4 separate regions of the Mus musculus genome follow, and all the other regions are linked to region 2. Evidence: chromatin contacts called from public HiChIP or PLAC-seq data. All regions are on one chromosome and are shown on one strand. The core of a region is the stretch at or near the end of the contact, and the rest is flanking DNA. Distances in the headings are between cores, read along the strand shown. Region 1 overlaps Fxyd5 (FXYD domain-containing ion transport regulator 5). Region 2 holds the start of Cox6b1 (cytochrome c oxidase, subunit 6B1). Region 3 holds the start of Lsr (lipolysis stimulated lipoprotein receptor). Region 4 has its middle 12 kb from the start of Fxyd3.

The links. HiChIP or PLAC-seq counts read pairs in DNA pulled down with a chosen protein or histone mark.
Region 1: an H3K4me3 HiChIP or PLAC-seq map of bone marrow-derived macrophages shows a contact between it and region 2, with 5 times the contacts expected there. The contact joins the enhancer-like site here to the promoter of Cox6b1 in region 2. A contact is called at or near these places in 10 of 39 promoter capture datasets (the 3T3-L1 cell line, 3T3-L1-derived adipocytes, the C10 cell line and 7 more), 5 of 115 datasets of contacts at active chromatin or transcription factors (acute myeloid leukemia, bone marrow-derived macrophages, large pre-B cells and 2 more) and 2 of 9 other capture datasets (adipose tissue and liver).
Region 3: a contact with region 2 is called in an H3K4me3 HiChIP or PLAC-seq map of embryonic stem cells, with 9 times the contacts expected there. The contact joins the promoter of Lsr here to the promoter of Cox6b1 in region 2. A contact is called at or near these places in 17 of 39 promoter capture datasets (the 3T3-L1 cell line, 3T3-L1-derived adipocytes, the C10 cell line and 14 more), 4 of 15 datasets of contacts at CTCF or cohesin (embryonic stem cells, large pre-B cells, pro-B cells and 1 more), 11 of 484 Hi-C or Micro-C datasets (Sertoli cells, embryonic stem cells, nephron progenitors and 3 more), 14 of 115 datasets of contacts at active chromatin or transcription factors (T-cell acute lymphoblastic leukemia, cardiomyocytes, embryonic limb bud and 7 more) and 5 of 9 other capture datasets (adipose tissue, embryonic stem cells, liver and 2 more).
Region 4: a contact with region 2 is called in an H3K27ac HiChIP or PLAC-seq map of microglia, with 8 times the contacts expected there. The contact joins the enhancer-like site here to the promoter of Cox6b1 in region 2. A contact is called at or near these places in 5 of 39 promoter capture datasets (the HPC-7 cell line, cranial neural crest, frontonasal cranial neural crest and 2 more), 1 of 484 Hi-C or Micro-C datasets (nephron progenitors), 3 of 115 datasets of contacts at active chromatin or transcription factors (forebrain, memory CD8 T cells and microglia) and 1 of 9 other capture datasets (adipose tissue).

The regions. Positions count from the first base shown.
Region 1 is chr7:31,030,529-31,035,915 of GRCm38.p6, reverse strand. It overlaps Fxyd5 (FXYD domain-containing ion transport regulator 5), which reads left to right. Exons shown (of 9, transcript NM_008761.4): 7 at 501-530; 8 at 633-707; 9 at 2,898-3,193. The coding sequence ends at 2,947. Among named protein-coding and RNA genes, the nearest start is that of Gm38984, 3.6 kb to the left of the region's middle. Within about 2 kb of position 2,320, at least 85 of the 459 cell types and tissues checked have an H3K27ac peak or open chromatin away from gene starts, as enhancers often do. A contact at or near this core is called in the HPC-7 cell line, acute myeloid leukemia, adipose tissue and 2 more, where this site is marked.
Region 2 is chr7:30,623,971-30,628,885 of GRCm38.p6, reverse strand. It overlaps Cox6b1 (cytochrome c oxidase, subunit 6B1), which reads left to right and starts at 2,772. Exons shown (of 4, transcript NM_025628.3): 1 at 2,772-2,835; 2 at 4,273-4,386. The coding sequence starts at 4,281.
Region 3 is chr7:30,970,289-30,975,557 of GRCm38.p6, reverse strand. It overlaps Lsr (lipolysis stimulated lipoprotein receptor), which reads left to right and starts at 2,089. Exons shown (of 10, transcript NM_017405.2): 1 at 2,089-2,478; 2 at 3,346-3,690. The coding sequence starts at 2,385. It also overlaps a transcript of Fam187b not described here.
Region 4 is chr7:31,085,895-31,091,313 of GRCm38.p6, reverse strand. No RefSeq gene overlaps it. Among named protein-coding and RNA genes, the nearest start is that of Fxyd3, 12 kb to the right of the region's middle. Within about 2 kb of position 1,438, at least 99 of the 459 cell types and tissues checked have an H3K27ac peak or open chromatin away from gene starts, as enhancers often do. A contact at or near this core is called in the HPC-7 cell line, adipose tissue, memory CD8 T cells and 1 more, where this site is marked.

The sequences.
Region 1 (5,387 bases), core at 1,071-3,570, 410 kb before region 2:
TTTGAGGCTAGCCTGGACTACATAGCAAGTTCCATGACAGCCCAGGCTACATAGTGGGACCCTCTGAAACTGACACTGTAGTGGAGGAAGACAGCAGATAATAACTGGAATACTTACATCAATCATCAGATGATTTTTAGTTTGCTAGCAAGAAAAATAGAGCAAAACTCAGGATTAGAGAATGCTCATGTACAGAATCAAAGAAGACTTCCAGTGAAGGAGGTGACTCTCCTCCGGGAGAGGGAACGGCAGTATAGAGGCCCTGAGATGAGTGGCTGTCGAGATGGACTCAGGAGCAGGGAGGCAAGTGGGTGCTGAGAGAGGCAGATTGAGGAGAGAAGATCTAAAGACTTTGTAGCGTGTCACATTGAGGACTTCCACTTCTGTTCTGAGGTCTTAGGAGATGAGGCTCAGGTGTCCCCAGCCCTACTTCTGCATTTCACTTATTCACTCCACAAATGTCCACCCAGCTCTGACTTGCATGTATCTGTCCTCTCTAGATTCGAATGAGAACAACCCCTTCTACTACGGTAAGTTACCCCGCTCCCGCTCTCCCCTCCCCACCCCCGCACCGCTGGAGATAAGTGGGGAGAAAAAACAAAGACCCCGCCCCTCCATTTCTCTCTTCACAGATGATACTACCCTCCGGAAACGGGGACTGCTGGTGGCTGCGGTGCTGTTCATCACGGGAATTATCATTCTCACTAGTGAGAGTCGGGCATGGGCAGAAAGGGCAAGAAGGGGCTGGGGGCGGGCTGGGCTGCATGGTGACTGAGGATCAGGGTCTTGAAACCCCCTGGGCAAAGCTGTGCAAACTCAGCACCCCTACAAACCACCCCAGGGATGATTCTCGGCCTAGCCTGCTGGTTGCATCCAGCTGGGCGGTTGTTCTGGTTGCAGCAGGGGGCGCTGTTCCTAGAGTGCACGTCTCTTCCTCTGTTGTCCTTTTCTTCCTGGGCTCGGTCACGTGGTAGTGCCCCGATGAGCGATACAGAGACACACAGGACAGAGATATGCAGACTCAGATGACTGCTAGTGGATACTACGTTATGCTTCTTTACAAGCCAAGGGTCGGCTTCATTTGTGAGAAGAGAAAACAGGACTTCATTCATCCTTTTAAGACAGGGTCTCACTGTGTTGCTCAGGCTGGCGTCAAACTCACAATCCTCCTGCTTCAGCCTCCTGAGGCTTGAGGTTATAGGTGTGCCAAGCTGATCAGCAGTTTTTGGGTTTATTTTGTTTTGAGACAGAGGAGCATGTCGACCAAAGATGGCCTTGAATCTGTGTGTGTGTGTGTGTGTGTGTGTGTGTGTGTGTATGTGTGTGTGAGTGCAGAGGCCATGACAGATGGAAGAGAGTTGGATACCCTGGAGCTGGGAGTTTCAGACGATGTGAGTCTCCTTAGATAGATGGTAGGAGCTGGATGTGAGTAACCACTGAACCACCTCTTCCACCTTAACCTTGAACTTCTGACCCTCCTGCCTCTACCTCCCAAGTGCTTAGTTATAGGTATAGGCAGTTAATGCAGCACAGGGAGTCAACCCCATCACATTGTACATGCCAGGCAAGCACAACCGAACCACAGCCCTCTGGACCTGACTTCTTTTATTCACGAGAGCTCTGCGGGTTGCTGTTCTCATTGTGACCAAATACCGGACTGGAATCAATTTCTGGAAGCGTTTATAGCTTAAGAAGAGATCCATGGGTTTAGGAGGTATTGGTGGGCAAAGTGCTTGCTTGAGGACCTGAATTCAGAGGCTCAGCCTGGGTATCTGGGTGACACCCACCCATGCTGAAGAGAGAAAGGAGCCAGCCCAGCTGCATCAGTGTGTGCCAGGTTCAGCAAAGAAGACAGAGTCCTTTGACTCTGAAATACAGTGCAGCCCAACCGAGGAAAACACTCCACGTCTACCTCTGGTGGGGGAGGATGTGTGGTCAAAGAGGCTGAGTAACAAAACAGGAAGTAAGAGAGAAGGGAGGAGACTGGCTGGTCTTTCTATGACAGCACACCCTCCCGAGGGCTAACTGATGGGCAAGCAGAGCTATAACTTCCTAGGTGACCCTAGACTCTGCCTCTCAAAGGCTGCCCACCCTCTCCGTCCCAACCCTGAGTACTAAGGACCCAACATCAAAGACAGACATTGGAGGGACACACCCAAACCACACGCACTAACAGTGGGAAAAGCCAGGGAGACACAGACAGGGAGAGCAGAAGGGGAGGCCTGAGAGGCAGGTGGCTGCCATCTTCTCATGGCCCCGTGCCTTTTTAAACTCTACGCCATCTCCAATTGACTCTAATCCAGGTCCCAGCTTCTCTTGCTCATGTTCTTCCATCTCACGTCCGCCCTTTACCACAGGGATGTTTGCACAGGCTGCTCTGCCCCACCACAGCCCTGCATTTGTTCATCTCAGTGTGTGTGTGTGTGTGTGTGTGTGTGTGTGTGTGTGTGTGTACATGTAGAGATCAGAGGACAATTTCCATGAGTTGGTTTTCTCCTTTTTTAAAACAAAGATTTATTCATTTATCTTATGTATATGGGTGTTTTATCTGCATGTATGTCTGCACACAAGACGAGGGCATTGGATTCCATGGGTCTGCAGTTATAGACAATTATGAGTGTCTATGTGGATGCTGGGAATTAAAACCAGGACCTTCTGAAGAGCAACCACTGAGCAGTCTCTTTAGCCCCTGGTTTTCTCTTTTTGCCCAAAACTCAGGACATCTGGCTCAGCAGCAAACACCTTTACTTGTTGAGCCATCTTGCTGTCCCCCTTCACTGGGAGCTTCCTGAGGTCCAGATTGATCCCCCACCCCCACCCCCCAGCCGGTCTCCAGTGACTATGTGATAATTAGTACTGTTTCCAGCTCATGGGCAAACTGGTTCTTTTTCTTCCAGGTGGGAAGTGTAGGCAGTTGTCTCAATTTTGCCTGAATCGCCACAGGTGAGTGCGGGCCAGCACCCTGATGGGCACCCCAGCTGGAGCCTCCAAACTACACCAACTCACCACCCCCTGCCTCCTCCCTCTACCCCAAGAGCCTACAGAGTGATCAACATGAAAGAATCCTGAAAGGAAGAGGCCACTGGAGGGAGTCAGGCTTAAGGCTAATGGTCTTCCCACCCTGGGGAGAGAGGTCTCCCTAGGCACTGCTGTGGCTGTTCAGATAAATCCACATGGTCTCTCTTCCATGGCCTCTGTCTTCTGTGAATTTGTGACAAAGGAGTGGGAGGAAGAGGCAGGGCTGGACTTGGAACCCTAGGGAGTAGGGTATGGTTGTTACACACTCAGACAACAGGACAATATGATGGGGGATAAGGGGAGGCCTGGTGTGTTCACGGAAGGAGGGTGTGTTTAGGGTCTGTCACGATTAAGAGACAGGACCTCTGTCCAGGAGCCTGGCTTACAGCATACCTTGGTATCGATCAGAGCATGAGTAAGCATGATGTGGGGACCCCGGTGCAGTCACCCCTTTATCTTCACATGGCCAGTCACTCTGCCCCTCAGGATACCTCATGCATAGCTGTGAAAATGCAGCCCACACTCTCAAGCTCTGTCTCCTGCAACAACCCACAAGTTGGGCTTCAGGAGGACTGCTTGCTTAGGGCATGTCCACCAGGGAGGCTGTGGGGCTCGGGGATGGGCTCTGAGCAGAGAGGGCCTGGGAGGAGGGATGGGCTCTAGCAGGCAATTCCTGGAGTTCCTTGGACTCCTCCTTATTGGGAGGGAGCAACCTAGTGCAGCTATGCAGGCCTTTTCAGGCTCAGGGTGCTGTGGGGAAGGATAAGTGTCTTCTCCAAGATTATGGGCAGGGTCACAGCACAGACAAGAGACCAGGTCCCAGGCAGCGGGGCGGGGGGGAGGGGGTTGCATAATGCAGTTGCAAGAACTTCAGGTCAGAGTGAACTGGGGATTACAAAATCATTTCATCAAGCCACAAAGCACGTGGAAATAAGGGGAAAATACGTCACAAGAAAGAAGAGAAGCTCTTGGGTGGGGTGTGCAACTGAACCGCATGCCTTCCCAGTACGAACAGAAGTTTCAGTTTGAACTGAGCATGCCCAGAATCTCACGACTTGTAAGGTGGAGGCAGGAGGATCAGAAGTTCAATGTCCTTGGCTTCATATCTCAAGTTCAAGTCTAGCCTGGGCTACAAGACTTCCTGTCTTAAAAATAACTAAGTAGGTGGGATGTGGTGGTGCCCCAGATCTGGGGGGAGGGGAGGTGCAAAGGCAGCAAGATCTCTGTGAGTTAAGTCCAGCCTATCTATATAGCAAGTTCTAGGCCAGCTAGAGCTACACACATAGTGAGACCCCGTTTCAAAAACAATTTTAAAAAAACGAAACTAAATAAATATTAAAAGAAAGAAAATGTCAGAATGCTTCATATAATAACTAACTCAGCCTGGGAAGATGGTTTAGTAACGGGCGTGTGCTCACTGGAGGACCTGTGTTTTAGTCCCCAGAAGTCACAGAAGAAGCCTGGGACAAGCCAGGCAGTGGCATTGCATGCCTTTAATCCCAGCACTCGGGAGGCAGAGCCAGGCAGATCTCTGGAGTTCGAATGCAGCCTCGTCTACAGAGAGAGTTGCAGAACAGCCAGGGCTACACAGAGGAACCTTGTCTCAAAAAGCAAACAAAAGAGCCAGCTGTGGGAGCTCACACCTGTAGGCAGAGCATTGAGGAAGGGGGTACAATGGCAAGCTAGTCTATGGGAAAAATAGGCCAGGCTCAGTGAGAGATCTGTCTCAAAAAAAAAAAAAAAAAAATATATATATATATATATATATATATATATTAGAGAGAGACAGAGAGAGAGAGAGATATGGGACCACCCAACACAGGTATTGGGAACTGAATCTGAGTTCTCTGCAAGAGCAGTTAGTTCATGCTCTTAACTGCAGAACCAGCACTCCAATCTTTTTTTTTTTTTTTAATTCACTTAAGTGTATGTGTCTGTGCATTTGGAAAGAGTGCCTATGGAGGCCAGAAGAGGGCGCCAGATTTCCCAGGAGATGAAGGTAGAAGAGGTTATGAGACACCTGGATATTGAGGCTGGATTCAAACTCCAGAGATCTGCCTGGCTCTGCCTCCCGAGTGCTGGGATTAAAGGTGTGCACTGCCACTGCCAGGCTTATCCCAGGCTGCTTCTGTGAGTGCTGGGGACCCAAACACAGGTCCTCCAGTGAGTACACACAGTTACTAGACCATCTTCCCAGGCTGATTTATTTATTATATGAAACATTTTATATATATATATATGTATATATGTATATATATATATATATATATAAAATTTAGTTTTTGTTTCAGAATTGTTTTTGAAACAGGGTTTCACGATATATTTATCATAAACTCAGGAAAATATATACAACCCCCACCCACCCACCC
Region 2 (4,915 bases), core at 1,523-4,022:
ATACTCACATACATAAAATAAATCTTAAAAAAAAAAAAGAGCTAGGGGAAGCCAGCCTGTATGCTTAAGGACCAGCTAAAACTAGGGTGCCTGAGCTGCTGGGAGCAAGGAAATGGGAGGTGAGAGTCATTTGTAAGGACTGTAGTTTTAGACTAGTTATGCCAGAAGCTGAGGAATGAGTTCCGGCTGAGTGGGAATAACCGAAGTGGTAAAGGCATCCTTCGGGCAGAGGGTGCACAGTGTGGAGCAGCAGGGAGCCTGAGATGCAGGAAATGGACCTACTATAATAATCCAGGCTGAAGGACCTGAAGTGCATCCAGTGAAGGAGGATTCTGGAAGTGTTTTAAAGCCAGAAACACACTGGATTGTTTGATAGGTCTGGCAAACTATATGAACATTTTCAAAAATTCCATGATAAGAATGGTGGCACACGCCTTTAATCCCAGCACTTGGGAGGCAGAGGCAGGTGGATTTCTGAGTTCGAGGCCAGCCTGGTCTACAGAGTGAGTTCCAGGACAGCCAGAGCTACACAGAGAAACCCTGTCTTGAAAAACTAAAAAAGAAAAGAAAGAAAGAAAAAAAAAAGAATGATACTGTAGCCACTTTCCCCATGGATCTCTTTCCATCAGACCCAAGGTTGAATTCCTAAAGTTTCCTCCAATCAGTACAGGTCTCTCGGCTGCCTGGATGTGTGAACAGTGATCTCTGGGGATTGAGAATAGTAACGAGCAGGCAGTGGTGTCTGCTACAGTGATGGATGAGACTGTAGGAGAGACCACTTCATTTTTCACCTTCTAACAACGCTCTTAGGACCTAAGAAGGCAAGGTCTTTGTGTTTTTTTCAGCAGTGCCTTAAAAAAAAAAGATTTATTTATTTATTTTATGTATATGAATACACTGTATCTGTTCAGATGGTTATGAGCCTTCATGTGGTTGCTGGAAACTGAATTTTTTTTTTTTTTTTTTTTGCTCACTCTGTCAATTCTGCTCACTCAGTCCCTGCTTGCTCCGGCCCAAAGATTTATTTATTATTATACATAAGTACACTGTAGCTGACTTCAGATATACCAGAAGAGGGCGTCAGATCTCATTAAGGGTGGTTGTGAGCCACCATGTGGTTGTTGGGATTTGAACTCAGGACCTTAGGAAGAGCAGTCAGTGCTCTTACCCACTGAGCTATCTCGCCAGCCCCCCACCCCTTTTTTAAAACAGGGTTTCTCTGTGTAGCCCTAGCTGTCCTGGAACTCATTCTGTAAACCAGGCTGCCCTCAAACTCAGAGATTCTCCTGCCTCTACTTCCCAAATGCTGGCATTAAAGGCGTGCACCACCACTGTCCAGCTAGCTATCTTATGAACTGAATTATGTCAATCCAGAATACAGGTTTTGTGTGTAAAAATTCACTCTAAAAAGGGCTTGGTGCTACACCAAGATCCCAAACACCTAGTGTAATCACTGGAGACCTAATAAAAACTTTCTATTAACTTAAACCCATGTCAGCACTTTAATCCCAGCACTCGGGGAGGCAGAGGCAGGCAGATAAAAATTCGAGGCCAGCCTGGCCTACAGAGTGAGTTCTAGGACACCCATAGATAGATAGATGAGTTTCCAGGGCTACACAGAGAACCCCTATGTGGATGGCTACTCTCAATTATCAACTTGACTATATATAGAATGAACTATAATCCAGAAACATAGGGAACACCTGTAATCCGGACTTGAGGCAGGAAGACAACATGCCTGTAATCTGGACCTTAAGGCTGGAAGACACAGGCTTTTGATCCAGACCTCTAGGAGGAATGACTCCTACAGGTCTTGAAGCACACTTTTATTCTGGGCCATATCTTCTGCTGGAGGCCTATATAAGGACAATGGAAGAAGGGACAGGTACTTGCTTTGCCAGTACTTCCTTTGGAGCCTACTTCTTCTGGATTCCAGTTTATGCAGAAAAGCAGCAGAAACAGCAACCCTCAAGGATCAGAGCAATTCACCACATTGCTTCCAATTATGATGATAATGGACGAAACTTGAAACTGTAAGCCAGCCCTTAATTGTTTTCCTTTATAAGAGTTGCCATAAACCGGGCGTGGTGGCCCATGCCTTTAATTCCAGCACTAGTTAGGCAGAGGCAGGCGGATTTCTGAGTCTACAAAGTGAGTTCCAGGACAGCCTGGTCTACAAAGTGAGTTCCAGGACAGCCAGGGCTATACAGAGAAACCCTGTCTCGAAAAACAAACAAACAAACAAACAAACAAACAAACAAAGAGTTGCCGTAGACATGATGTCTCTTCACTGCAATAAAACACAAACTAAGATTGTCTATCCCGAAAACCCAAATAAATAAATATAAATAACTTTCGAATCAAGGCACAGGGGTAAACGCTTGTTATCCTAACACCTAGTAATCTGTGATCAAAATTTCGAGGCCAGTCTGAGATATACAGCGAAGTCCTATTTCAAAACACAGATTATCTGTGACACTTTTCCATTCCCACTCTGAAGACAGTCTTATGCTTTTCCCTCTGGGAAGGACAGGCAGGTGATAATAACCCATAATTGAACGTCAGGTGCCTTTTAAGAGCAAAGTAAAATCTCGATTGGCCCAGCAACAATAATAAGCAGAAATTTAGCTCAATAGGAGGTCGGGCTTCTTCGGAAGTGGGCGTGGCCAAAGCGGTTTCTGGGCACGCCTCCCGAGGCCAATCTAGCAGCCCGGAGGACTCAGCTCGGCTCCTCCTCTCGCAGCTTCCGGCCAGTCGGAATTCCGCTTCCCGTCTGACATTGGCGTCTTTGCTAAGGGTCACATTGAAGTAACGCTACTCCGGGACAATCTTTAGGTGAGTGTGAAGGGTCGGGATCCTGGGGGAACCTTGTCCGTTGCAGAGAAGCGCCCCGGGGCTTCCCTGACGCCAAGCAGAAACTTCCGGCGGCCACGGGTCCGGTGTCCTGGAGCTAACCATTATAGCCGCCTTTCTTCATGATGGCTAGGTCGCTTTCTAAGCAGTCCCTATTACTCCATCCTTCAGCCCTACAAGTCCCCTTTGATAGCGTTGGGGCTGGAGTGTGAAGCGCCTTACCCGTGGCTATAAGGCAATTCGGATTTAGACCCAGTAAATTGGACTGTGGAGCTTTTAGTTGCGAGTTCACAGGCGTGGCCACCCGCGTTCCAAGGCCGAAGCCTGTCGCCTTGACTCGTGTCTTTCCCCTCAGCGTCATCTTTGATCAACTCTCAAAACTCGAGATATTGTCCAAAATTACTTCCGACACTGAGTCTTTTAAATCCCCCGTGCCCACCTTGCCTCCTTCAATGAACCTGCCCAAATACCCCACTTGTTTGGACTACTTCAGTTGACACTGGCACCTCTGTGGTGTCAAGGTCCCCCAGATGCTCTAGAGACAGTTTCTCTCAGGTCTGTTGATATTGACTATGTCATCTCTTCAGACATATCAAAGCTGAGAGAAGTCGATAAAACTCAAGGAGCTAAAGTATTTGAATGATTGGGGGGGGGGCGGTTTGCGTGGGGTTCTAATCGAATTCCAGTATTTACTTCCATTAGGAATGGAGGCAGCAACGTCAATAGATTTGGTAGCCTGGGCCATTGTCAGCAGGCAAAATCACAGATACCTGACACATGCCAGTTACAAGAGTCACAAATCTTCAGTCATGGTTACCTCCAGTTGTACTTTACTTGTTAAGTCCTTTGAGCTTTTTTTTTTTTTTTTTTTTGGAGCGGGGTGGGGGGGGACACATCTTAGGCAATCCCACAATGCATTTAGGCATATTCTGAGCAAAGTTTGAGTTCATTGGACCTCAGATGAGTGTGTGACGCCAGAAAACTAGCCGGTGACACCAGAAAATCCTTGCAGTGTTTTTGCTGGTGATGGATGAAGCATTATCACTGGGTGCTGTGTGACCTTGGAAAGTCATTTAGACACCCTGTCCCTTGTGTAGACAACAGAGGTAGCAATATCTTTTAGAGTGGCCATGGGGTAGGTATGTATAGAGTACACATAGTATGTGCTGTGCACACAGTGAGCGTTAACTGGAATTTAAGGATGAAGATTGGTTTTGCCAAGGAGACCTCTGTCCAACCCTACTGTGGCTTCTGTACTCAGATATATGGGTTTTCCCTGCCCTTCATCTTTCTGTGTTTGTGAAGAAGGGGGAGATAATGGTTTATTCACATTCAGCCTGTTATTCTGCTCTGGCCTGACATCCCCACACCCAGCACCTCCAGAATGGTTGCCAACATTCCCACTCTGTTTGCATCCAGGAGTCAGGATGGCTGAAGACATCAAGACTAAAATCAAGAACTACAAAACTGCCCCCTTTGACAGCCGCTTCCCCAACCAGAACCAGACTAAGAACTGTTGGCAGAACTACCTGGGTAAGCAGAGTACCATAGTGGGCCTGCCTGGGTCTCCCATGTACCTCCAACCTCAGAAAGGAAGTTGGGGAGCAGGGACATGTGCGTTCCAGCCTGGTTTCCTTCACTCTGGACGTACCCTCTGGAGGGCCCGACCCCTCAAACTAGCTCTCCAGGTCATAAACTTTGGTCTCAACAATAAATTTTTTGAAGAATATAATTATACATGTATATATGAATTACATATACATCTTATGTGTGTGCCACATACACACACAACATACAAGTAAATACAGTATGTAAACAGTTGATTCAGGGGCTGGTGAGATGGCTCAGCAGGTAAGAGCACTGACTGCTCTTCCGAAGGTCCTGAGTTCAAATCCCAGCAACCACATGGTGGCTTAACAGCCACCCGTAATGATATCTGACGCCCTCTTCTGGTGCATCTGAGGACAGCTACAGTGTACTTGATATATTAATAAATAAATCTTTAAAAAAAAAGTTGATTCAGACATAGTCACAATCCATGGATAAAAATGAATATTGCCAG
Region 3 (5,269 bases), core at 840-3,339, 350 kb before region 2:
ATAAGCAAACAACACCCGTTTCTCACCGGCTGGCATGTGTCACAGAGATGGAAAGTACCTGACATGGGAATGGGACAAGGGCTTCATGTCCATTGGAAGGGGGAGGGAGAGGTCCTGGTCTCTACTGTTTCTGAAGTCCAGTGGGAAGCCATGATGAGGGCCTCCTCTCCTGTAGTAATAAAGACTCTCCAGTCATCAACAAACCGTCCCCTTGGTGTAGCTGGGACCTACTGACTGGGACAGCCTAGATCCCATAACCTAAGAAACCCATTCTGGAATCTTAGCTTCGAAACTCTATTCTTTTCTCACTCTTTTATGCCCAGCATTGGCTAGTGGAGAGTGCTCCTCCTCAAGGGCCCCACAGATGCCATCTGAAATATTTGCTGTGGCAGGAGAAGGGGGCGGGGTCTTGTTCCACACACTGGCTATTAAATGTTCTGGCCTGGGAGGGGGGACCCTCCTCACTTTTGCTTATATGCTACTCGGTATAACTGACAGGATAGCCCCAGCTAACTGCAGAAGGGCCAGGAAATGGAGGGATGGAATATTTGCTAAGCAATGTTGTCTTTGGGACGGAATAAGATAGGTGGTAAAAATCTTATTAGTAAAATATCAGATGACAGTAAATGGTTTGAAGGGAGGAAAGTGGGCGAGAGAAGTTGGGGATAAGCCTGCCCTGGGGTATATGCTGAGATTCTACTCTCAAGAGTTCTACGTGGAAGACGTTATCTTTGGGGATGGTAAAAATGTTGAATGAAAGTGATTAGTGTGGGTTCTAATCAAAAACAGATTCTTTTTTTCCTACGTTGGAGATGATGACCAAGTTTTAGGTATTGATAACATATTGATAATAATGACATCTACAAAACACAAAGTAACACATGCAACTGGTTTAGGATTACAAGTGGTAAAAATGACGGCAGTGGCGATTTCCTCTATTTTTTAAACCATGATTTTTAAGCCACATGGGAACAGGGTGAAATTTTATGAGACGCCTTTGCCTTTAAAAGCGGCCGTAGGGGAAATGGTAGCAGGTGTCCGCAACAGGAAGGGAATTCTGGTAGCTAAGCCTGCCATATGTGAAAACCTGATCCAGGACCAGCTAGGCCAGTATGGCTGAAGTCAACTAAGAAAAGTTGGCTGGGGAAAGTCAATCAGGCCAATGTACTTTGAATTTTGCTTGAGAGGGAACACAGCAAAGTTCTGAGCAGAAGAATGTGACCTGACACCATTTACAAAACAGAGAAGAAAATGGTAGGAAAATGGTAGGTTCCCAACTCACCAAGCAGTGGCCAGTTCAGTCTCCCAGAATGCGTTTCCTCTCGGCGCCACCAGGGAGCAGCAGTGTTGCGCTGAGAAGGAGGAGAGCTACGGGCCGCGCCCGGGGTGCAGGTGAGGCCTGGGAACCTTTGATCCGAAACAGATCTGTTGGTCTCCAGTCTTGGCTCAGAGCCTTTAATCATCAGAACTTCGAAGGCCTGACCAAGAGCGAGGGATACCCGAGCGGGAGGTGGAAAAGAAACCACAAGTTAGGAAATAAGGGAAGTAGGGAAACTGCCTAAGTACGACTGCAACTTTTTAAGAGGTGCAGTCCCCACGAGCGTCCCCTAGGGGGCCAGAGCATCTTTTCTAGTGCGACCTCATTGATTCCTCGAATCATTCAAATGTGGAGCCCAGAAAGACCGCAGCACTTCCCCCACCAGGGCGAGAGTGGGAAGGCAGGCTGCGTCACCGACATTCCCCTGGCAGCTGGGACCTGGCTCTGCTTGGCACCTCCCTACAGGGCGCACCTAGGCGGGTCCATCGGCTCCCGGGACAGGGGTGTGGACCAGCAGCGAACAGGTGCGCACAAGGCCCGGCCCCTCTCGGCAGGTGGAGCACGCCCAGAGGGTCTCTGTCCTCAGGGAGTTCAGTCCTTTCAACTTTGACTAGAGCAACAGGTGGCTGCACAGGTCGCCTATGGTGCAGACGCCCTCCTGGCAAAGCGGTCACTTGGTTCAGGCCCTGGAGGCAGGAGCGCACCTGAGTCAGCCCACTTCCGGGGAGGGAGGCCCGCAAGGCCCGCCCCCGCCGCCCACCCCCAAGTCCAGCCCCCGGGCTCCCACCCTTGTGTACCTGGGCGGTTCCATTCCCGGGAGTGCGCAGGGGGTAGAGTGACCCAGAGAGCCACCGCGCGCCGGGTCAGTTGTCTTCGGGAAGCCGAAGGCATGAGCTTCGTCCAAGTTCATTTTGTAGGTTAGAACTCCCCCAGTGCGAGGAAAATGGACTTGGAATAGGGGCCGGGCGCAGCACGCACCCTTCTCGGCCCTGGTGCTCGCCGCGCCCCCTACTCTCTGGATACTTGGGAGGGGACGCGCGGGCACCGTCGCTGCTAGACGGCCGCGATGGCGCCGGCGGCCAGCGCGTGTGCTGGGGCGCCTGGCTCCCACCCGGCCACCACGATCTTCGTGTGTCTTTTTCTCATCATTTACTGCCCAGGTAAGGATTGGGGTCCCTGGTGCTGTGGGACGGCGGGAGGGCGCTACCGGAGGTGGATGGAGGGCTGTGGTTCTCACCGGCCTTGGAGGACCCGAAACCAAGTGGTGGGGAGTCGTGAGTGATGGTTGGTGCGGGAGTGCAGATTAAAGATCTCCAGAACCCGCCTGGTTGAGGAGACCCCTGTGTGCCCAAGGAAGGGAGTTTCTTGTGGCGCCCAGTCCGGTCCTCCGCCTTTGTCGGAGATAACAGGAAGTGAAAACTCTGGGGATCTTAAGGCTGAGCGCTGTATGGAGAAGGGGACCCTTTGTGGTCAGGAGCAAGGCCTCCCGATCGTGAGATAGGCCTGCCATTGGGATCTTGGACGCACCTCAAGATTTCTAAGTGTTGGGGTAACGGGGAGAGGTCATTCCCGGACTGGATCAGGCCAAGAGCTCGAGAAACAGTGCCCTGGCTTGGAGTGGGTGTGGAATTGGGGACTCCCCACCCCACCTACATCCCTGGTATCTGTAGAATGGACTTTTGAACCTTAAGTCATCTTCCGCCTAGATTGTTGAATGTTAGCTTAAGTGGGGGCCTAGGGGTTCCATCTACATTTGGATGTGCATTTTGAAGAGTCTCTGGGTAGGAGGATGTGGACAGAATATTCTAGGGACCTAGCCCGGATGGCTACATACTTACCACTTTTCAGCCCCGGAGGTGTATAAAATGGGCATGATTATCAGATCTGCCTCGCCAGTCTCGGGGATTAAGGAACAATATGCTAGGTGCTCTGAAAGACTGCATATACTGTCTAAGTGGTGTGGCTCATTGCTGTTGTGGTACCTCCCTGGGTTTATCTATCCCTGCTGACTATACTCTTCTTCTCAGACCGTGCCAGTGCCATCCAGGTGACCGTGCCTGACCCCTACCACGTAGTGATCCTGTTCCAGCCAGTGACACTACACTGCACCTACCAGATGAGCAATACCCTCACAGCCCCTATCGTGATCTGGAAGTATAAGTCGTTCTGTCGGGACCGTGTTGCCGACGCCTTCTCCCCTGCCAGCGTGGACAACCAGCTCAACGCCCAGCTGGCGGCTGGCAACCCCGGCTACAACCCCTATGTGGAGTGCCAGGACAGCGTACGCACTGTCAGGGTGGTGGCCACCAAACAGGGCAATGCTGTGACCCTGGGAGACTACTACCAGGGCAGGAGAATCACCATCACAGGAAGTATGTGGGGCAAGGCGGGAGGAGGCTCTGTGGGTGGTGGGAGTGAGACTGTTTGAGGGTCCTGTCCTAAATGGGCCGATGAAGGAAGGGATCCTTCCATTTACCCACCTGGCCACCCACTCACCCATCCACACATTCATGCATCCATTCACTTGCCTACCCACACATCCATCTACCCACATATCACCTATCCATCCATCTATATCCTTCCATCCCATTATCCTACAATAAAGCCCAGACTGTATACCAAGTTTGTTCTAGGCTCTGGGAACATAGAAATAAAACCATCAAATAACCCTCTTACAGAGTTTAGGGTGTTATAAAGGAGACGGACTAAATACACAGTGTCAAAGGCTTGCAGATAGAACAACAAAAACTGAGTAGAGATTAAAGTGAGGATTTCCTTTATAATACTAAATTGCCAGCAATAAGAAGTAATACTTTAACCAGCTGTTATAGCAAACCTATAACCGCAGCACTTGCAGGGCTGAGGCAGAGGATCTTGAGTTCAAGACCAGCTGTATGCAGTGAGACCCAAGGCCTGCTTTAGTTTGGCCTGGAGTGGGTTAGCTCAGATAGACCACACAGTAATTGAGTAACTCCATTCTATTATTGTCATTTTTTTCAGAGGTCCCTAGAGTCAAGCGTCTTGCTGGAAGTTAACAGCTGAGTTTGAATGCCACCACTGTAGACCCAGTCTCCAATCATTCATTCATTCATTCATTCATTCTTTCTTTCTTTCTTTTTGTTCTCTAATGGTACTAGATATGGATGGAACTCAGGGCTTGTCATGTCCTAGATAGAGTTACATGGCTAGCTCTACCTCTAAGCCACGTCCCCAGCCCCTCTCTGGGGGATCCTGGGCAGGGGCTCTACCACTGAACCTCACCCCCAACCCTTCGGGGGGTGGGGTGGGGGTAGGATTCTAGGCTGGTGCTCTACTACTGAGTTATGTCCATAGCCACTGACTTGATGTTTGTCAAGGATCGACTGTGTCCCTGGTGCTCTTAGAAGCATTTAGAAAAGGGTGGTGAGTAGAATAGCCCAGACCCTGTCTCTGCCCCAGGTTGCCTTCTAGAAGTGAGACTGGCGGTGAGAAGACCTAGGAAGAGCGGGCACACCTCTGATCCTAGCATGGGGAAGGTGGAAGTAGATAACGCATTAAAACCACCTTCAGCTATGTAGCAAGTTGGAGGCCAGTCTGGCTACATAAGTGCTTAGCTCAGGGGTTTATTTAAAAAAAAAAAAAAAAGGTTTTGGAGATTTCAGATAGTTTTTACAAGCTACGAAGAAAATAGCTTTGGGTGATGTGTGGAATGACTGGGTGCGCCATCTTCGCCAGCATGATTTTTGAAGAATCCCAAGGATGGAGGAAAGCCATAGAGACAGCAGTGAGCCAAAGATGCAGGTTTCCCTGGGTAAATGGAGGTGTCCAGGATTTGCCTTACATGATTGGTTTTAATTCTGTGTGGGAGCACAGGAAGCGGGTGGCTCTTGACTGTAGAATGTTCCCTCTGTCCCTGGCAGGGCGCAGGTGAAAAGCAGGGTCCCAAGGGATCAGACTTGCCTTGAATCCCCA
Region 4 (5,419 bases), core at 189-2,688, 460 kb before region 2:
CTGATGCCCTGGGTTTTATCCCAGGCTCACACTATGGAAGGAGAGAGCCAACTTTCTGTAAGACATTTTCTGACCTCCATATATGCACCACGACACACATACACACACATGCACACTGGGGGCGTGGCACAGTGGTAGAGTCCCTGCCTAGAATCCCCAAGTGAGGGCCTGGGGGCGTGGCTCAGTGGTAGAATGCTTGCCTAACATGTGTCTTAGTTTAATCCTTAGTGTCTCTGTTTCTCTATTTCTCTGTCTCTCTCTGTCTCTCTGTCTCTCTGTCTCTCTCTCTCTCACACACACACACACACACAATGTAATAAAATTTAAAATAATTTTAAAAGATTAGGCATCGTAGTGGATATGTGGCAATGGTTGGTGAGGGTCATCGAACCCTCAGAGACCCTCCCCTAAGCTGTCAGTCACCCTCACCCCTGCCCTGCTGCTGCTGATGTTAGAGAAGAGGTAGAAATACACGCTGTGGGGCTGCCCTGGTGTCCTTCTGGGTTGATGTTAGCCAGCCCTAGAAAGCCTGACAGCCCCAGAACTTAGTTATTTGTCTACCTTGTGGTAAGACACTAGGACCAAAGCAACTTATGAAAAAAAATGTTTAATCCATGACCCACAGTTCCAGGTTAGAGTTCTTGACCATCATGGTGGGAAGCGTGGCAGCGGGCAGGTAGGCAGGCAGGCATGGCACTGGAGCAGAAGGTGAGAGCTTACATCCTGATCCAAAAGTAGGAAGCAGAGAGAGCTAACTGGAAAAGGCATGGTGTGTTTTTCTTTTCTTTTTTGAGATTTATTTTATTTTTATGTGGTGTGTGTGTGTGTGTGTGTGTGTGTGTGTGTGTGTGTGTGTGTGTGCATATGAGTGCAGTGCCTAAAATGGTCAAAAGAGGGCATTGGATCCATTGGAGTTAAAGTTGCAGGCAGTCATTCACCGCCCAACTTGGGTGTTGGGAACAAATTCTGGTTCTTTGCAAAAAGCAATGCATGCTCTTAACTGCGGAGTTATCTTTCCAGCCCCTTCCTTTCCTTTGAGTCTCACTGCATGGCATAAGCATGCGCCATCACAATTGGGGGGGGGGTGGCAAGATACTAGGGATGAGATCTGAGACCTTGTGGGCAACTAGGCCAGCAAGAGCTTTACCACGGAACTACGCTCCCAACCAAAAGCTTTCTTGACAAGATTTCTGTTTCCTTCCTAACACACATAAGCAAAGCCAGTCTAAAGAAGGCAGGGTCACAGCCCAAAGGCTCTAGGGGAGTGTGGTGGTTTGAACGAAAAGTCCCTAATTCTTGGGCATCGGAATGCTTGGTCCCCAGTTGACAGTTTGGGTAGATTTAGGAGAGGTGACCTTGCTGGAGGAAGTATGTCACTGTAGGGCAGGCTTTGAGGTTTCAAAAACCTTGCCCTGTTTCCTGTATGTGACCTGTTTCCTGTTTTCAGTGTGAGCAGTGAAATCTCAGTGGCTGCTATTCTGATCCCTGTTGTCACTCTGTCTGCAACATTAAGGGCCCTAACCCTTTAGAACCCAGAGGCCCAAATTAACCCTGTCTTCTACAAATTGCCTTGGTCATGGTGTTTTATCACAGCTTAGAAAGGTAACTAAGGCAGGGAGTGTCGGGCCTGTCCCAGGAGTCTGATAAGGGCACAGCCCTATCCTCTACATTCTATTGGTGGCTGTGGAGGGACGAATAGGTTTGGTCCCTATAAATTTATATATTTGAATGCTTGGCCATAGGGAGTGGCCTTGTTGGAGGAGGTGTGACCTGTCGTAGGAAGTGTGTCACTGTGGGGGGTGGGTTTAGAAGTCTCCTATGCTCAAGCTAATCCCAGTGTGGGACACAGTCTCCCTCTGCTGCCTGCAGATCATGGGGTAGAATGCTCAGCTACCCCTCCAGCACCTCGTCTGCCTGTGTGCTGCCATGCTTCCCGTCATGATGATAAGAGAATAAACCTCCATTTCCATCATAAACCAGCCCCAATTAAATGTTTTCCTTGATAAGATTTGTCTTGGTCCTGGTGTCTCTTCCCAGCAATAAAACCCTAACTAAGAGAGTGGCCTTGATATGTTCACCTCGGTGCCTTGAGGAGAGTGTTGCAGACTGACACTGGCTTTTTAGTCCTCTGTGACTATTGTCATGCCATATCTGCCATGAAATATGATACCTATGTTCATGCCCAGTTTTGCCTGGGTAGGGACATGGGAGATGCCCTCTGCTCCCATACGGGCTATCTCTATCATGTACATCTCCAATACCCCCAGCTTCACAAGCCAGTTGCTTGCACAGCCTAATCCTCTGAGCTCCACAATGGGGAGGATGTGTATCACTGCCTCCCTACCCAGGCTTGCCATTGAGCTGGCTGGTACATCGGTCCACACGGCAACCTGTATCTATGACCTCTGTGTGCATCCCACTGTTGGGGGTTGGTGTGCTGGTAGAGATTCTGGGCATGCCCAGTGGGGCCAGTGCACAGCCTCAGCATGCAGCCTAGGAGACACCTGACAGCTTGTGGCAAGCGGTACCTGCTCTGGATTCCACCATGCCTATTGTCTCCTTCTACCTGTCAGAGGGGTTGACACCTCTCATGGATGGGGGTGGGATTTCAGCCCTGGTTCCTTCAAGGGCTCCAACTGTACCATCGGCTGCCTTGGTGGCTCTGGATTGCTTCCCATCCTGTTGGCTCCTCCTTCAAACAAACTCTCCCAGAACATGCTTGGCAGAGCCTCAGTTTCTCCCCAGCAAGAGAAAGAGTCCTGAGGAACTCCAAACGTCAGTTCACTGTACCCGGGCTGTTTTGATTGGTTCCTTCTTGAATTTGTCCTGTGGCCTGGGAACAAGAGACTCCAATTGGTATCTGCCTGCACCAGTCTTGGCCTCTGGGGAGATAGCCTGACAGAGGTTGGGATGAGGTTAGTGGTGGCAATAGGTACTGGCCAGTATCCAAAGGACAAATGTCCACTTTCCCTGTTCTTGTCTTGCTGCCAGGCCATCTTTGTCAGAGCATTAAGCAGTCTCAGCAGTCATTGTGACCACAATGTCCAGCTCCAAGGATTAAAGCTAGGGCTGTGTGCATGTAAAACAAGACCTCTACGACTGAACTATGCTCCAACCCCTCACTGGAGAATTGTAGGCAGGGGTGCTACCACTGAGCCATGCCCCCAGACCCTCACTGGGAGATTCTAGGCAGGGCTCTGCCACTGAGCCAGGCCCCCCAGCCCCTCACTGGGGGATTCTAGGCTTTCTACTAAGCTACTTCTCTAGCCCTTTTTGTGTTTTCTATTTTGAGACCATCTTTGCTGATTTGTTCCTGCTGGTTGTGAACTTCCCATGTTCTCTCCTCAGCCTCTGGTGTAGCTGAGACTGCACGTCCACACTGCCAGGATTGGCTATGCTATTATTGTCTCTTTGGTCCCAAACTATGCAGCCCAAGCTTACGTTGATCTTATATCCTCCTGCCTCAGCGTATCCCAAGTCCTGGGACTGTGGTTCGTTCTATTCTAGCTCAAATAAGGAATGCCTCTACTTGCCTGTGTAAGCACTGAGGAACACAGATCCCAAAGCCAGGCTGCCTTAGTGAGAACAAGCCCCACCGCTTTCTGTGTGCACTTGAGAAGCTTGCTTCATACTGCCTGCCCTTTTTCCATTAAAGAAGTGGAGGAAGAGGATGTCACACCCACCTGTGAAATTGTGAAGGCTCCAGGTACCATAGAGAATGTGGGACAAGGGCTCATTGTTGGTGTGAATGACACTCTCAGATGACAAGATACCAAAACACAGGACAGGCAGCAGGTAAAAGCCTGTCTGAAATGCTCCCTTCTGTCACCTCGAGAAGGGGACAGGAAGTACACCACTACCCACAACTGGATCCTGCCACAATGAAGCATGGGTGACTCTTTAAATCAAGTGGAAGTGTAGGGGGTGGGGGGAGGGGTGAAGGCCTGTCAGCCTAGTATTTGGAAGTTGGAGAAAGGAGCTGAGTTTAGGCTACATAGCCCTCAAGGAAACATCAAACCTGAGCATGAAATAATTTCGGAGAGCATGTGGTTTCTCAGCTCCTGAGGCCACAGGGCTGCCCTGACTACTGGATCCAGTGGCCAGAGTGTCACATAGTGCAAACTGGGAGACCTGCCCAGGTCGCTGAGGTGAGATTTGAAGTCAAACAGATGGACTGTAGAACCTATGGATGGGTACTCACACTGAGACAGGTTAAAAACTGTTTGGGACTTGGGCCTGAGGTTCTTAACTATTTCTGACAAGGCAAAGAGTCCTGCAGTGAGAGCCAGGACACAGGCAAGCAAGCAGGCCAGAGGCGGCCCTGCTAAGGAGACCCTGTGATCTCCCAGCTGCTGGCAGGACATGTGGAGTCTTCCAGAAACAGGCCCCACACGATGCAGCCCTACAGAGTTCCTGTCTGTCTGTCTGTCTCCTTCAATTGTGACATTAGGTGCAGCATTGCTCATTTACTTTTACAGCACTGAGGACTAAATCCATACCTCCTGCATGTTAGGTGAGAGAGTTACTGCTGAGAGAGCCGCACCTGCAGCCCTGAAGAGTTCTAACAAATAGCTTTGGACCCTTTGTCAGAGCCCCTGGCACAAGAACCGTGGGGCCATCAGCACCACTGTACTCATTACCATGATAACAACTAACACCACCACCAAAAACAACCCTCACCCCTATCACCACCATCACTGACATCACTATCATAATCACCACCACCACCAACACCTCTACCATAGCCTCCTCCAATGCCTCCACTGTCATCATCACCCTCACCATGGCCACCACATCTTCACACCAGTCCCTCTGCTGCCCTCAGCCCTTTCAACTCCTCTCTGCTCCTGTGGTCCTCTTCTGGTTGGAACCGCCTCCAGCAGAGCCTGCTCACAGAGTCACATAGCCCCAGCTGCCTTCCTCTAGAGCCAACCTGTTTTTCCCACGGCCATTGCTCTGGGACTTGTGTTCTGGCTTCGGTGAACCTTTGATAGGTGCCTGGCACCATATCAGGATAGCCGTCAGTGTGACTTGCGTTTCGTCTAAGTGGCTCGGTCTAGCATGGCTGCCCCATGGGAATGAGTCTACATTCCCACTGACACCTTCTGGCGGTGTGTGAGCCACTCCACTGCTGTGGGCCTTCTGCCTGTACTTACTACAGCATCTGTCCTCTAGCAGACCAGGATAGAGGTGTGGAACTCTTAAGGCCACACACCCTCTCCTGGCACCTGTCATACAACCAGGTGCTCCAACCTCACCATAGTGGTGGGAGGACACTTGAATCCTGGGCCCCTACAAAACTGTCTTTGTCTCATGGGTCCTCTTGCTTGCTGGGCTTTAAGGGAGAGCATGGCAAACACTCCACAGTGTTCAGTGTTGATGGAACCCCGTCTGTCTGTAGAGAGAAGGAACCCTGACC